Linked DNA regions of Columba livia: region 2 is linked to region 1. Evidence: chromatin contacts called from public Hi-C data. All regions are on one chromosome and are shown on one strand. Each heading gives the region's core, a stretch centred on a gene start, on an enhancer-like site or on the middle of the called end of the contact. The rest is flanking DNA. Distances are from core to core; before and after follow the strand shown. Region 1 has its middle 18 kb from the start of CLN8. Region 2 holds the start of ARHGEF10 (Rho guanine nucleotide exchange factor 10).

Region 1 (7,364 bases), core at 1,965-4,464:
GGCCTGTGCTGCACCCACCAGTGGATTCCCACCAGCCCTCGCACCCACAGTCGTGGCAGCTCGGACTCCGCGTCACTTTTTGCAGGGTTCACCTTTGCTCACAGTTTTCACTATTTCTTTTTTTTTTTTTTCCTTTGAAATTATGAAAACCTGCAACGCTTTTCTGCCGCGTTCCCGCGGGGGGAACGGCGCTGCCTCAGGCCCCTCCGCCCGAACAGCGCCTGCGCCCGGGCCCCAGCGGCCGCCGCGCGTTGCTCCTTTACCGCCACCTGGCGGGAGAGGCGGGAAGTGCGGGACGGGCTGTCCCCGGGCGGGGCGGGGACGGGCGGTACCGCGGGCGGTACCACGGGCAGTACCAAGGGAGGTACCGCGGGCGGTACCAAGGGAGGTACCGCGGGCGGGGCGGGGCGGGCTCTAGCACGGGGGTGCGGGCACGGGCTGTGTCCCAGTGGCAGGCTGCCCCCCCAGGCAGCAGCCGCGGCGGGGTTGTTTCTGCGGCGGAGTTGTCTGGTCTGTGCGGCGGAGCTGTCTGTCCGTCTGTCTGTCTGTGCGGCGGGCTGCGGCCGGCGCTGCGGGCAGGCTGGCAGGGAAGGGCACAGCCCGCTGGAACTGGGCAGGAGCTGTCCGCCTGTTTCCCTGTCTCGGTAGCGTTTCCAGGCCGCCAACAAATTACGACGGTCTTATCAGAGGGTCTTAAACTATTTGGTTTAAAGCTCAGCGATCCTAAAGCTTCCACATAAGTTTTCTGCACCAGCTGCTTGTCCGTGTGCAAAGGGGTAGAGGGGATTGGTGGTGTCCGGAGTTGACACTCTTCTCTGCGTCTTTGAACGTGAATGTTGGCGTGTTACAATGAAAGACAATGCGACGGTCTCCCCCAAAGCAGTAAAACTATTTGTTACCTGTTCTGAAATGACAACACATGGTGAAGTTGGGATATACTAGTGGCACACAGACTCCCAGCATAGAATCATAGAATCAAAGAATCATTTCAGTTGGAAGAGATCCGCAGGATCATTGAGTTCAACCATAACCTAACCTAACTCTAGCACTAAACCATGCCCCTAAGAAGCTAATCTAAACGCCTTTTAAACCCCTCCAGGGATGGTGACTCAACCACTTCCTGGACAGCCTGTTCCAATGCCCAACAATCCTTTCTGTGAAAGAGTCTTTCCTAAGAGCCAATCTAAACCTCCTCTGGTGCAACTTGAGGCCATTTCCTCTTCTTCTATTGCTTGTTGCTTGGGAGAAGAGACCAACACCCTCCATGCTACAACCTCCTTTCAGGTAGTTGTAGACAGCGATAAGGTCTCCCCTCAGCCTTCTTTTCTCCAGGCCAAACAGCCCCAGTTCCCTCAGCCGCTCCTCATCAGTCTTGTGCTCCAGACCCCTCACCAGCTTCATCACCCTCCTCTGCACTCTCTAGTACTTCATTGTCCCTCTTATGATGAGGGGCCCAAAAGTGAAAACAGTTTCACAGGTTCACAATCATCTTTCACAGCACTGCTGCTCACTTTTGGTGCCTAAGTCAAAGCTCCAGACCATGGTACTTTGAGCTGCAGCGCTGTTCGTCTCTCCACTTGTGTCACCCATCTCCTCCCAGTGCTTCCCCTGAGCCCACCGGGGTCCAGGCTGCTGCTGCCCAGAGCCCCTGCTCTCCGCCAGCACCCCAAAACAGTGATGTGGCTGTGGCTGCTTTCTCCTGCCCTAGGTCACGAAGAACGCAGTGCTGGGAAGGATGTTATTTTCTGGAAAATTAGGCTCACATCAGCACACTGCCATGCATACGGATCTTTAGAAAGAGCCTATGGAAAAGGGACACAGCTCCTCACCTGCAGAATGACTCCCCAGAGTAAATGGTAGCTGTGGCACTGTTTCTTTGCATGACTTCAACAATTTTCAACTATTAACAAATCTGTTCTCCCATTTAAACTTAACTCAGTGATGGAAATCATTCAGGAATGGAAAATGCGGTGAGAGCTTGCTTTCCAAATAGCTATGGTAATTCCACTTGGGAATGTATAGCAGGAGAAGGCTGGTGTGGGAAATATATGACACAAACCTGCAGAATTTAAGTTCTCCTACTTTTTCAATTAAAACATAAGCTTTTAAATCAAAGTTACTGAAACATATTTAGTCCTTATTTGTTGGGAGAACTGAAGTGAGATCTGAAGCTCCTAAGAAGTCCTTAAAATCTTGTCATTTATCCCACATGTCTGAGGCTACAGCATGCACAAAGAGTGTCTATCATTTTTGTGGACTTTGCTCTGATGAATATAATGGTCCCATCTCTCGTTTGTGTTAATGCCATATTAGTGTCAGGGGGTCATAAAGTGAATTCTGTTTCTTATCAAGGTTTAGGAGTGTAGAAAATAGAAAAGCAATCATGGACAGGCACAGGGTAATTGTCTCAATTTTCTGAAGAAAAACATAAAATGGAGGAGAAGAAAAAGGTGGATTTGCTGAATTCTGATCATTATGCTGTAAAAAAGTACAATGCTGCATTCACTCAGAGCGCTTAAGGATAGATGATATCACTAAAGCATGTAATCTAACCTCCTGCACATCAGAACTCTTCAACATTCACACAGTTCTTCCTTTATCAGGCTTCATCACTTGAGTTTGACTAATGCTTATTTTCAGAAAGTCAGTTATTGTGCTTTTGAAGGCCAAAAGAAATGAAGAATTTGCTGCTTTTATTAGCAGCTTGTTCCAGTGACTAATCTCAGTCTTAAAATGCATGCCTTTTCCACAGTTTGAAGCAGTCTAGCTTCCCTTTTGGTGTTGCCTGTTACACTTTTCCTTGCTAGATTAAGAAGCTTATTAATTTCCAGTATTTCCTCCCTTGGAAAATACTGATATATTAGAATCAGATGACATGCTATTTTTTTGAGTTTGGGAGAGTGTGGCTTGGGTGTGATTTTTTTAATAAAATATACAGATTAAATTATTTTGACGCTCACCTGTGAGGCATTTTATGAAATTTAATGTAACTTGCATGACTCTTTAAATTTGCCAGTGTCTTTTAAAGGCTCTATATGGACTATGAGTAGTTCTTCAAAAATATCAAGGAAGTTTTCTCCCCATATGAAACTAATAGGGTTTTCCCTCCCCAGTATTCAGAAATATTTCCCAAATGCTTATGCCACACATCCTCACACAGTCCTTACAAATAAATGGCAATTTGCTCTCTAGAGATAAACCTGAGTGACCATGTACTTTTGTGAGATCTGATATACCCGTCTTGACTCATGTTTGACAAATATACTGCTGACCCTCCCTGGCATACTATGACTGATTATCCATTATTGAAATTAAATTATGTCAGCAATATTTTGTAGTGGGTTTGTTCTGTTGATTTTCTTTTAAGCATTAACAAGATCAGTGTATGATTAATACCTACAACTCTGAGTGGGGTATTTTTGTAATTTGAAGCAAAAACAAAAAAAAAAAAAGGGGGGGAGAAAAAAAGTATTCTTGATGCTTTTATTTATTCATTTATGCCTCTTTGCTTCTCTTCTATGTTGTAATGTGTCTCCTGGCCACTAATTAAAATTATTGAAGTTCTTTGGTGTTCAGACAGGAACCTTGTTTAATTTCGTTATATATTTTCTCCCTTGCTCTAATATAAATCCCTGTGGTTACTTGTAACTTCTCAGGCTTACATATTATGTGGCAGCACTGGCAGTGGGAAAATGGAGGGAGGGCTCTAAGGAACCCTCCATGCCCCAGCTGGGAGTTTTCTTATCTCACTTTCCACCAGCTGTTTTGGCCTAAGGAGAAGCTGTATTAAATCTGTTATTCATTGGATAAGGGTCATATCTTTTTCCCCTTATAAGCACCCTATAAGTGGCTTTCAGTGCAGAGTACTTAAAATCTCCCATCCCCTCTATCCCCAGCTAAAACCCATTCTGGGTGTTTAAAAGGACTAGATGCTTCCAGCATTTTTGCTGGCCTCCATGTGGGCTGGTCTCTTAAGTGGGCTGAGACACAGCTGAGTACTGATCTGTTGTTTTTTCAGAGGCATTGGCTAGGAGTTGCTGAATGTTTATGTTGAGTAGCCCTGGTGTAAGTTTGGGTAGGGAGGAGAAGGTCTTGCCCCATCCCAGCAGCCGGCCTTGGCCCCCTTCATCACCTCTTCCACATGGATTTGTGCGTTTTCTGGACTGTACCCTTCCTACCCCCTGGCTCTTCTGCTCCTCTCCTCTGGTCTTGCTCCCCTTCTTCCTCAGTATGAACCAGATTTCTTCCTCGATACATTTTGCATCCTGGGCACTAGATGGGAAAGCACAAAGATGCCCCAAAGGACTTCCTGGCTTCCAGGTAGCAAAAGCTTCTCAGCTCCTTCCCAGTCTCTTCAAAGTAGAGGGAAAATCCTGGTCTCCCATTCTGTCCCATACTGAGCTCTACAGCATTGCTATGCTCTGGAGCTCCCCAAATCCAGCCGGCTTGAGCTTCCCATGTTCAAATGGTTTCTGTTTAATTTTCCACATATAACTTATGCAGAGCCAAGGTTTACTCCAGACAGACCATGGAGTTGCTCAGTGCTACGTCATTGGTGTAATGATTTTCTTATTTTTAAAAATAAAACAAAATACCTTTTCTTCCTAGTCCTACTTACAGAAATCAATTCTTTTGCCTAAAAACGTCCTGCCAGATAGTTTCAACAGATGCTGACAATTGGTATGGAAAATTTGAGACTGAATTGCATTAACAATAAGCACTTGTGTAAAGGGAATTTATCATCTACACACAAGTGTGCACGTGTGTGTATATCTGTGCTCTCAGATGTAAGCCTGATGTGCGTAGTTATTATAGTAGACGAAGCTGAAGGGAGGAAATGAAATTCAAATTAAAGAAAAGTGCTTTGAATAGCACAAGCAGGGTGCAAGGAAACATTTGCAAAAGCATATGACGACCTGAAATCCCCAAATCTCTCTGAAAAAGAGTGAAATCCACATTATTAAAGAAAATTCCTAGATTTGATGCTTTGTATTGCATCAACTGGTGATATATTGTTTTGATGATTTTTTTTTTTTTTTTTTTGCAAGGTCTGTGTGGTCTACAGGAACACATAAATTCCTTTATTACAGCAACATACATTGATGGTCCAGATGTACCAATGCAGTCCCAAATGTAGCTTCCTTCTCAACTCATTTTATAGGAGTTGTAGCTCCCGTTGCACCTGCCTTGCAGGTGCAGTTGCTTCCAGTGACATGGTGCAATGTATCTTCTTGTCAGGCTCAGCCTCAGAGGTCATGAAGACCTGAATTTTCTCCTCTGCACCAGTGCAACAGGCTGACAACATCTGGAACAAAACCCCTGTGGCAAAGGGACAAAGCTGAGGCCAAAGCATTCTTGGCTGTGAAGAAGCAGACACTGAAAAGAGATTCAGTGACTCCACAGTCCGATCACAGTTTTCCTTTGAGGAAGCATTTCCAGCCTCATCGACACAGACACACTTCAGTGCACATTATTCCCAAATACGTCTGATTGCTGTGATGGAGAGCTGTGACTGCAGAAAGAGAAGTGCGCTGTTGTGAACAAAATCTGTTCAGGCGTTTGCTATCACTTTCAGGGGCAATGTGCTCAGACACAGCAATGGGTGGCAGTGTGAACTGCTGAAATGCCGAGCGCCGTGTTGAGAAGCGCTGGCTGAGCCCGCTGGGCAGAGCAGCTGCGCTGTGCCCGTGCCAGGCAGCCCAGCTGTGCTCAGGGCATGGGCTGCAGCAGCTCGGCCGCTCACCGCCTGCCTCCGGAGTGACACCCAGAAGGGCAGGCGGGGAAGGAGATGCGATGTGTTCCTGCCATTCCTCATGCTTTCCAGACTAGCCAAATGAGACTGCTGAGTGCTTCTTCCCTCCTGTTTGACGTAGTCAATAAGAACTGAGGAATTTTGTACCTCCCCAGACTGTCCCTCCACACAGCATTCAAAGGCATCCTTCAATCTCGCTGTTTCTGTGTTTCCTTCTTTACCAAAAAGGACAGGAGAACCACATTTATACTGGTTTATTATATGGATTACACTAGTCCATTTAGCTAAATGTAAGAAACAGTGACATTCCTTCCAAAATACCGTAAAATGAAGCAAGAAGGGTCAAAGGAGGTTTGCTTTCAACCAGAGCTGCACAGGGGGGAGAACTCCCAGGACCCTGGTAGTGTCTGTTTGTCCAGAGCAAAAGGAAATAACAGCAGTACCTTTTGAGAGCTTCAGAAAGGGGGGCAGACTAGCAGAAGGACCACAGTGGTGTGGAGCGGGGTTAAAGGACTGTCAGCCCCTCTTATGCTTTCTGAAATCCAGATTCCCCTGGGGAAGTATAAGTTAATGTGAAGAGAATTACAGCAAGTTAGATCCTATTTTGATTATAATAATCTTTCATTTTTAGCTACTGGAAGTAAGCTTGTGACTGAAAAGCAGCTATTGTTCCCTTCTATCCATCTCTGACATCTCCCACCCACTTCTCCAGGAACAATTTCCCCCATATATTTTACCCTGCAAGTTACACCCTTTCATGAGTTGACTCAGAGTTACCACTCATCTTGTCCCTGAACTCACCTAACCTTTCTTGACAGGTGGAAATACAACAGCAGCTTCACCAGAAGCCTTTATTCTTTCTTCAAGAAAGTCAGTGGTCCCAGTGTAGCATCTGACACTAGATAATAAGACAGATTATCACAGAAGATATTTACAGATTTTTCTTTTGTGACAATAAAGACAAAAGCAGCTCACAGGCCAGCTATCCTGTCTGCTTTCCAGAAGAGAAAGTTTGGTCCCAGAAGGAAGCCAAGGAAGGGTCACAGTCTGTTAGGTCTCACAAGGTAAATGCCATTGAAGTGAAACACATCACAGGTGGTAAATATGCCCCAGAGGCTCCCTACAGCAAGTCTTTCAAGTGGCCACAAAGTGCTGCTGTCTGCTCCTCAGGTCCTTCTCTGTACAAACCCATCCTGCTGTTCTATCACTTGTTTTCTCCCACTTAAAGGGAGAACATCCTAACCCCTGATTTACAACAGCATTTTGATTACATTCATTTTATTTTGATATTTGGAGACAAGCAAGCTGGGAAATGCCACACAGAGGGAATCTCCCCTCCACAGGTACAGTCACAGCCGGTACACATGCGACTGTAAATGACCCTTCTGACTGAAGGAACAGAGATTCACATTTATCTTCAGGTATTAGGCTTTTTTCTTCCTTGGTTACTACATTCAGAATGTAAAATCTGATAGAATATTACAGCTTCTTTCTAATTGTTACAAATGAGGATGCTGTTGTAAATTTTGTTTATTCCATGTCACATTAAATAAGTAAATTGAGAAAATGTATTTTGCAAATATTATCTTGGGAGAATGGAGTGAACCTGAGT
Region 2 (7,364 bases), core at 2,080-4,579, 37 kb before region 1:
ATTAATCGTGAGACTAAATACCCTCAACTGCAAAAGAAATTCCCACCCCCACCCCTCGCTGAGCGGTCAGCAGTAGTGTCCTCACAAAAAGGAAAAAATCATTAAAAAAAAATCAATACAAGATTTTATACATATAAAATGATAACCAAGAAAACAAACAAAGAAAAGACTATTAAAAAGAGTAACTTAAATGGACTGAAAGATACTAAAAAGTGTCAAAAGAATTTTTAGAAAGCCATGATGTACAATATTAAAAATTCACCCTACTCAAAAATAGAGACTGTACATTTCAAAGTTTGGATTCTGGATTTCTTAAAGACATGCTGTACAGCTACCTGGTTTAGGATAAACAGAACCTCTTATATTTGACATATAACTAAACCAAGTGCTTTGATTTAGTATTTCAACCTGGTAAAGGGACTAGAAAAAACAAAACAAAACACAAGATTCTGAGGTACCTAAATCCTCAATTAGTATCTTATGGGGAACGGTTGACGGAACTGGGGCTGTTCAGCTTGGAGGAGGCTGAGGGGAGACCTTATAGCTGTCTACAACTACCTGAAAGGAGGTTGTAGCATGGAGGGTGATGGTCTCTTCTCCCAAGTAGCAAGTGATAGAACAAGAGGAAATGGCCTCAAGTTGTACCAGGGGAGGTTTAGGTGAGATATTAGGAAAAATGTCTTCACAGAAAGGGTTGTCAGGCATTGGAATAGGCTGCCCAGGGAAGCGGTTGAGTCACCATCCCTGGAGGTGCTTAAAAGATGTGTAGAAGAGGTTCTTAGGGACACCGTTTAGTGACAGTGTTAGGTTAACAGTTGGATTCTATGATCTTGAGGGTCTTTTCCAACCAAAACAATGATATGATTTCAATTGCAATCAAATAAGAATCTAAATACTATTTATTTAATACTGTGGATTTTTAAAGTTAATTTCAATAAACATTAAAGCCTGTTTCACAGTATTCTACTCCAAGAAAGACTATCACAGTCTACTGATGAGCGAAACCATCTCCTATCTGCTGATAGTAACCACAGCTCCTGGTCAGAAGAGGGTTCTGTGCCTGGGCACAGAGCAAGGCAACTGCTTCTTCACTGCTTTGCTGTGCTCACCATCAGCATGTCCAAGCCAACAGCACAAGACTTGCACATTTGGTCTCAACGTCCCAGAGCTGTGATGCCAGCCTGCGCACACAAAATCACACAGCACTGTGGCTTCTTTCCACGTCCCGTGGTGTATGGACTCCCAAAGCCCAAATCCAGAAGATCCTGCCAGGTCCTGGCACTCAGCTGGAGTTCACAGACAGCATGTTCCTCAAGCATCTATCTCCTTCCATGGTCCTTTCCCCCACTACATCCACCTGTGGGTATCAGCCACGAAAGCCCCATGCAATGGACATCCAGTGCCCGTCCCATCACAAGACACGCATTGCCACTCACATAGCAGGTCACATCTTATGTACAATGTCACAGAAAAGTTATGAATTCCACAGACTATATTACAAAAGTCTGTAAAGTCTACTTTACTACTGAGCCCAAGTTGGGGGGGGGGGGGGGGGACGACAAAATAGATTAAACAAAGCAAGACAGACAGATTATCAAGATCAAACAGGTCACCCAAGTGAAAAGAATGAAGGGCCCATTGAAGAAAACAGCTGAACAGCCAGAACTGCTGCCCAAATAATGGGCTTGTACTTGTAGATGCCCAACATGCCCACGTTCAGGCAGTAAATCTGCATCTCCTGAGCGCCAACAGAAAATTTTTAAAATGTAATACTTCCTTTCCACTGCAGAACAAATTGCTCACCAGGGTTCATGAAGCAGAGCAAAGGCTTTGGGAAAACATTTACTTTCGTTACAAAAATAATACATACACTGGCATTTCCTCACTGTATTTATTTGTCATGAGACAGTTTCTAAACAGTCAATATTTCTTATTTCCTAACTCACGAAAAAAAAAAATTAAACCTTTTTATGGTAACAGTTAAATTGCACAACTGAAAAAAAAAAGAAGATACTTTTAAAACACTCAAACCTGGTAGTACAAAATAAAAGCCATGTCCTTAGTAGCTCTGGGGGAGGAAAAGAAAAAAATCAAATACTTCAACGAAAGAGAAAAGATTTTAGGATGGATAAAATCTTTTTGGTCAAAAATACAACTACCACCTAAGGGCCTTTAAAATGAGGCTTTGCTATGGGCAAATTATGACCAGCTGTCTATCTAAGCACCTGGCACTGCCTACGGACAAAGCACACTCACTCACCCAGGTGAATGAATGACTGGCCAACCTTTGAAAGCTGTTCTTGCCTTACCCTGTAAGAACAGGACATCCTTCAAAAGTAACTGCGTGGTCTGAGATCACCACAGACAACTATGTAACTCTTCCAATAGTTGAAGCGCTAATTACAAAGAAACCAAAGACAATTTGTTAAAAAAACCCAAACAAATAAAAAAAACGAAACACAGAAATGGATAGCTGTTATTGTGCCAAAGTATTTTCCCCTTTGGTTTAAGAAAGCAAATTTAATTGCAGATGTCAACTACAAAGCTGGTGTTGAACACGGTTTTTAAGAAGGGAAAAGGAAAGAAACTTAAGTCTCTCTGTGAGTTTGCATTTTCTATAGCCTTATCTGTCCCTGGTCCAAAGGAGGGGGAAGCTGGAGCCGGCCAGCTCCCCATGCTGAAGAACGCCAAGAGGTGCACACCCCAGTGAAGACCCCAGCAAAATCCTTGCGGAAGAAACTTTGCAACAAAGATCAAGAGCTGCAAGTCTGGAAAAGGAGCAAATACCTTTATTAACAATCGCTTACACCCGCACTTCAGTAACCCGGGAAGCCGCGTTACACTGGCAAAACCTTTCTAACAATGCATCTAAAAAAACCTCAGGTTTTCGTCTCCCCCACCGAGGCGGCCAGAGATTCGTCGCCGCCACCCGCGGGCTCCGCACAGCCCCAGCGAGGCAGCCCCGGCGCCCCGGGCTCGGCGGCGGGACGCGGGGTACGGCAGCTCCGGACGAGAAGCGGTGTCTGCACACCAAACACCGAGCCCAGCCTGCAGGCACGAAACTTTCCGTGACTAACCCCGCCGGCTGCAGCCGCCCGCGGCCCCCCAGCCGCGGAGGGCACACTCACCTCCTGCACCGCGGCCAGGAGCTCCGACCCGCCGCTCGGCCCGGTCCGGCCCGGCCCAGTCCGCTCCGCTGGGGCTCCGGCGGCTGCCCCGCTCCCTGGACACGTCACTCAGCCCCCCCGCCCGGGGCTGCCGCCGCCGAGCACGCACTCGCCGCCGAGCGGAGCTCCCGAGCCCTGCCGGGGACCCGCCCGCCTCCGCCCCGCTCCGGCCCCGGGGCCGCCCCCGGCCCGCCCGCTGCCGGGCCTTTCGGGCCGCGCCCGCCGCCATTGGGGCAGCGCGGCGCCCCGGCGCCTCCCGGTTGGCGCAGCCGCCCGCCGGTTGCGGCGGGGCGGGCCGGGCGCTGTCAGCGGGCGGTGCCGCACCCCCCCCGGACCCCCGCCGCATTCCTGCGGCCACACGTGATGGCGCGGCGGGGCCGGCCCGCTGCACATCCCCGGGCACCTGCGGCTGCCCACGGTGGGGGCGGCGCGGGGGCTGTGGGTGTAACGGGCGGCAGGAGAGCGGGAGGGTGGCCGGCCCGGGACCGGCGAACTGGGCACACGGCCGATACACATTAACCTTTTTTCCTCAGCCACGTTCTCCCGAAGAGCCCGTGAGACGTGAGGACGCACGCTAGGCCACTGTAGCTATTCTGGAATTTATTGTCATTTATCAGTTGAAGCGTCACTGCAGACCAGCCCTGACCCCATCAGCTGCACCGTCACTCTAAGCCCACGTCACACAAGCACTTCATGCTTATCCTGAAAGTAAAATCATCCACTTGTACATCACGTGCATACAATTCAGGACTCAAGGTGCGGTTTCATAACACTAAAAAACAACATTTACGAGAAGCAAGTATTTAGAAAATGCGTACTTTACAATGTATCCATGTACGCATCCATCACTCTGTGATGAAAATAAATGCTCTTAAGTCCTTAAATACATTATAAGTTCTTGATGTCACTTAAAGCTCTCTAATATTGCTACGTATCATTTGAAATCTTCCGTCCACTCTTAAGCATCGAAAAGTTCAAGCTAAATGCTGTTCAAAGATCCACGCATCATCCAGCAGTGATCTGTGCCAATTTAAGTGCATTCACGCTACAGCCAGTAATTAAATACACCCAGGTATAGTAAATTCATTATAATTACACGAAAATGTTAGTAGAAAATGGTGGCATTTCAAAAGACATTTTATGAATCCTCCTTTTTTTCACCATTTTTCATTTGCCTTTAGTTTAACAACATACATTCACAACTATCCCATGTCTTTGAGTTGGCTGATACAACCTGAATTTAGAAATAAAATATTTCAAAGTATTACTTTCAAAAATGTTTCCATTTTCACCGTTATTTCTTTTTAATGCAGCTCATCACAGTGTGAACTCAAAATAGTTCTCACATAGCTCTATAAGTTCTACATGAGAAAGAAAATGAGAAAATTGGGCTATATGTAAACAGTAAGGCCAGGAATACCATTACGGCATTCAGTTCAGCTTCCAGCAGAGACACTACTTTATCCTGCTGTTTCTGTGATTTTTTTTTTAAATATGTTGCACTTCACTCACATCCAGGTATCATTTCAGGAGCTGAAATGGCAGCGAATCAGTCTTTGGCAAACTGTTTAATGGCTGCTTATCATTGCAAGCCACATTAAAGAACAGACATACATTTAGACTAAGTTCAACTAGCCCAATTTCATGATCAAAAATATCATTTACTAGCAACATCCTCCTCCTTTTAGCAGTCAACTCATTATTCGTGGGCATAAATTTCTCCCTTTCACTGTTAAAGAGACAAATTTCAAATCCTTCCTGTAGTTCTTTTCTGAACCCTTTGACAACTGCTTCTTTGACTCCAGTGACCATATATAAATATCCCTCTCTAATTCCAATAGAAGTTCGCCGTGGAAACCTTGTTGGACAAGTCCAACAACAGCAGATCAACTTATAATAAAGTAAAACTAACTTCCAAAATAACTTGCACTCTCTTCTCACTGTTTTCTAAGACAACATTCTGTTAGCAGTCATAATTAGCACCCTAACCACTGCAATCACAAATTCATTATTTATCCACCCATAATTAGTTGTCAAGAACTGCATTACAGACAATGGCTTCTCTCCAGAGTTAACATGATGCTTCTCATAACCAGGCCTTAAGAAGATGATGTTTAAATTGGTTTTACTGGGGATATATGTACAACAAGAGCTCACCAGAATTTACTTCCCCTCATTGGGGACCCTTTTTTCCCCTCTGTCTATGAAAATTGGGGTGGTTGAATGCAAACATAAATTTATGACACCGAAGAACATGCAACATAATTTCTATGCTTTGCAAAACATCACATGAAATCTGACCAAGGTAACTAAAACTTAGGTTTATCATGTTCTCCAATGAAGCCTGATTTTTCTCATTTTCTTCCTTCTGTTTACCAGCTGCTGTAGCTGGCACCATCTCTTAGGGAGTTTTCATCCACAGGAAGTTCAGAAATTGTTTCTCCTGTTGTTCTTCACTGTGTCCCCTACAAAAAGGGGGACAAAGTATGTCATCTGCTTACTGCAGTCCTTCAGAACCCACTCAAAGCCAGGACATCCAACGGCCTTGCTTAACTTGAACATCTGCAGAACTCACTCACTTGTAAAGTTACAGGTCCCCTCCACTTCGTTTACCAAACAAGGTTGGGTGATGACACTTTATTTTTTTAATATATATAGTTGTTGTTTTTTTTTTTTTTTAAGACAAACCACACAGCTTTCTTAAATAGAGGCTATTACATCAAAATAACACTTGGTTTTACAAAAGCATTGCTCATTCACATTCTGATGTGATGCCTGCCGCTGGCATGTCTTCAGATCTCCCTGAAGCACCAGCCCCACTACTGGGACACAGTTGTTGATTTTGGGCATACCGCTACATGTTAACGTGACAACTGAGTTTTATAATACTGTGATGTTTTACCAGCACTAGAACCTCTTTCATGAACAGGTTTACAAATGCTCTGCTTGCAAGGAGCCTTTCCAAGCCAAATTCCCAGACTGTTCATTCAGACAGACTAGGTAGCAATTTTCCTAAATTTTAACATTCCTCAGCACCAGAGTCCTTGTGTTACACCTGTTTCTCGTTGTCACAGGCGGCATGTGAACAATAGAACAGCCGATGCTGTAACTTGTTGTGGTGGGCTGATCCTGGTGAGCAGCCAGACGCCCACCCAGCCGCTCTCTCACTCCCTCTCCTCAACAGGACAGGGGGAGAAATCAAGATGGAAAGTTGGTGGGTCAAAATGAAGAGAGGGAGATCAGTTAGCAAGTACTGTCGTGAGCCAAGCAGATTCAACTCAAGGAAATTCCATTTATTGCAAATTAAAATTAGAGCAGGATGGTGAGAAACAAAGACAAAAGCAGAACACCTTCGGTCCCACCCCCTTCTGCCCAGGCTCAGTTTCACTCCTTCATTCCTGACTCCTCTGCCTGCCCACACGGGCGGCAGGATGAGAAATGTGGGTTGTGGTCAGTCCACAACACCTCCTCTCGCACACCTTCCTCCTCACATGTCCTCTGGTCTGGCGTGGGTTCTTCCCACAGGCTGCAGCCCTGCAGGATAAACCTGCTCCTGCGTGGGTTCCTCCAGACGCTGCAGGGGAATCTGCTCTGGCGCCTGGAGCAGCTCCTCCCCATCCTCCTCCCACCTCCTTGTCTGCAGAGTCGATTCTCTCACTTTTTTATTACTCCTCATACTGCCTGTGTCATATTTTTGCCCTTTCCTAACCACACTTCCCCTGGTGCTCCACAACCTCGGCTGGGGGGCTCAGCCGAGCCCTGCGGTGCATGGTTGGAGCCGCTGGAACCGGCTGTGTCCTTACAGAGACCCCCGCAGCCCCCAGCGCCGGGACACCTGCACCCAGTGCAGGAATACGCAGAAGTTCTCTCTTTAACACAAGATCCCTACTTTTGTTTGTTTGCCATGCTCTGATGGCTCTGCTTCATTCTGAACCTGAGGAAGGAAAACTTGAATGAATTCACTGTCACCAGAGGACCATGAAGCAATAAGGTCACACAACCGTGAAAGACAAATGCAACCTTTGGTGAAGCAGAGCTATTTTCCAGTGATGAAAAGAAAGTACTAGTGTAACACAAGGTGCTGAAAAGACTTTACATGAAATGCCATATACAACTCTAAGCCACCAACATTTAAGAAAAAGAAATTTGAGTGGGTAAAGTGGCAAATAAAAAGTATTAGGATGGCTAAGAAAATAA

The links. Hi-C and Micro-C count contacts between places; a contact is called where the count stands out from the background.
Region 2: a Hi-C map of liver shows a contact between it and region 1, with 2.6 times the contacts expected there. The contact joins the promoter of ARHGEF10 here to the enhancer-like site in region 1. A contact is called at or near these places in 2 of 2 Hi-C or Micro-C datasets (crop and liver).

The regions. Positions count from the first base shown.
Region 1 is chr3:22,386,916-22,394,279 of bColLiv1.pat.W.v2, reverse strand. No RefSeq gene overlaps it. Among named protein-coding and RNA genes, the nearest start is that of CLN8, 18 kb to the left of the region's middle. Within about 2 kb of position 3,214, at least 1 of the 3 cell types and tissues checked has an H3K27ac peak away from gene starts, as active enhancers do.
Region 2 is chr3:22,423,874-22,431,237 of bColLiv1.pat.W.v2, reverse strand. It overlaps ARHGEF10 (Rho guanine nucleotide exchange factor 10), which reads right to left and starts at 3,329. Exons shown (of 29, transcript XM_065056039.1): 1 at 3,129-3,329.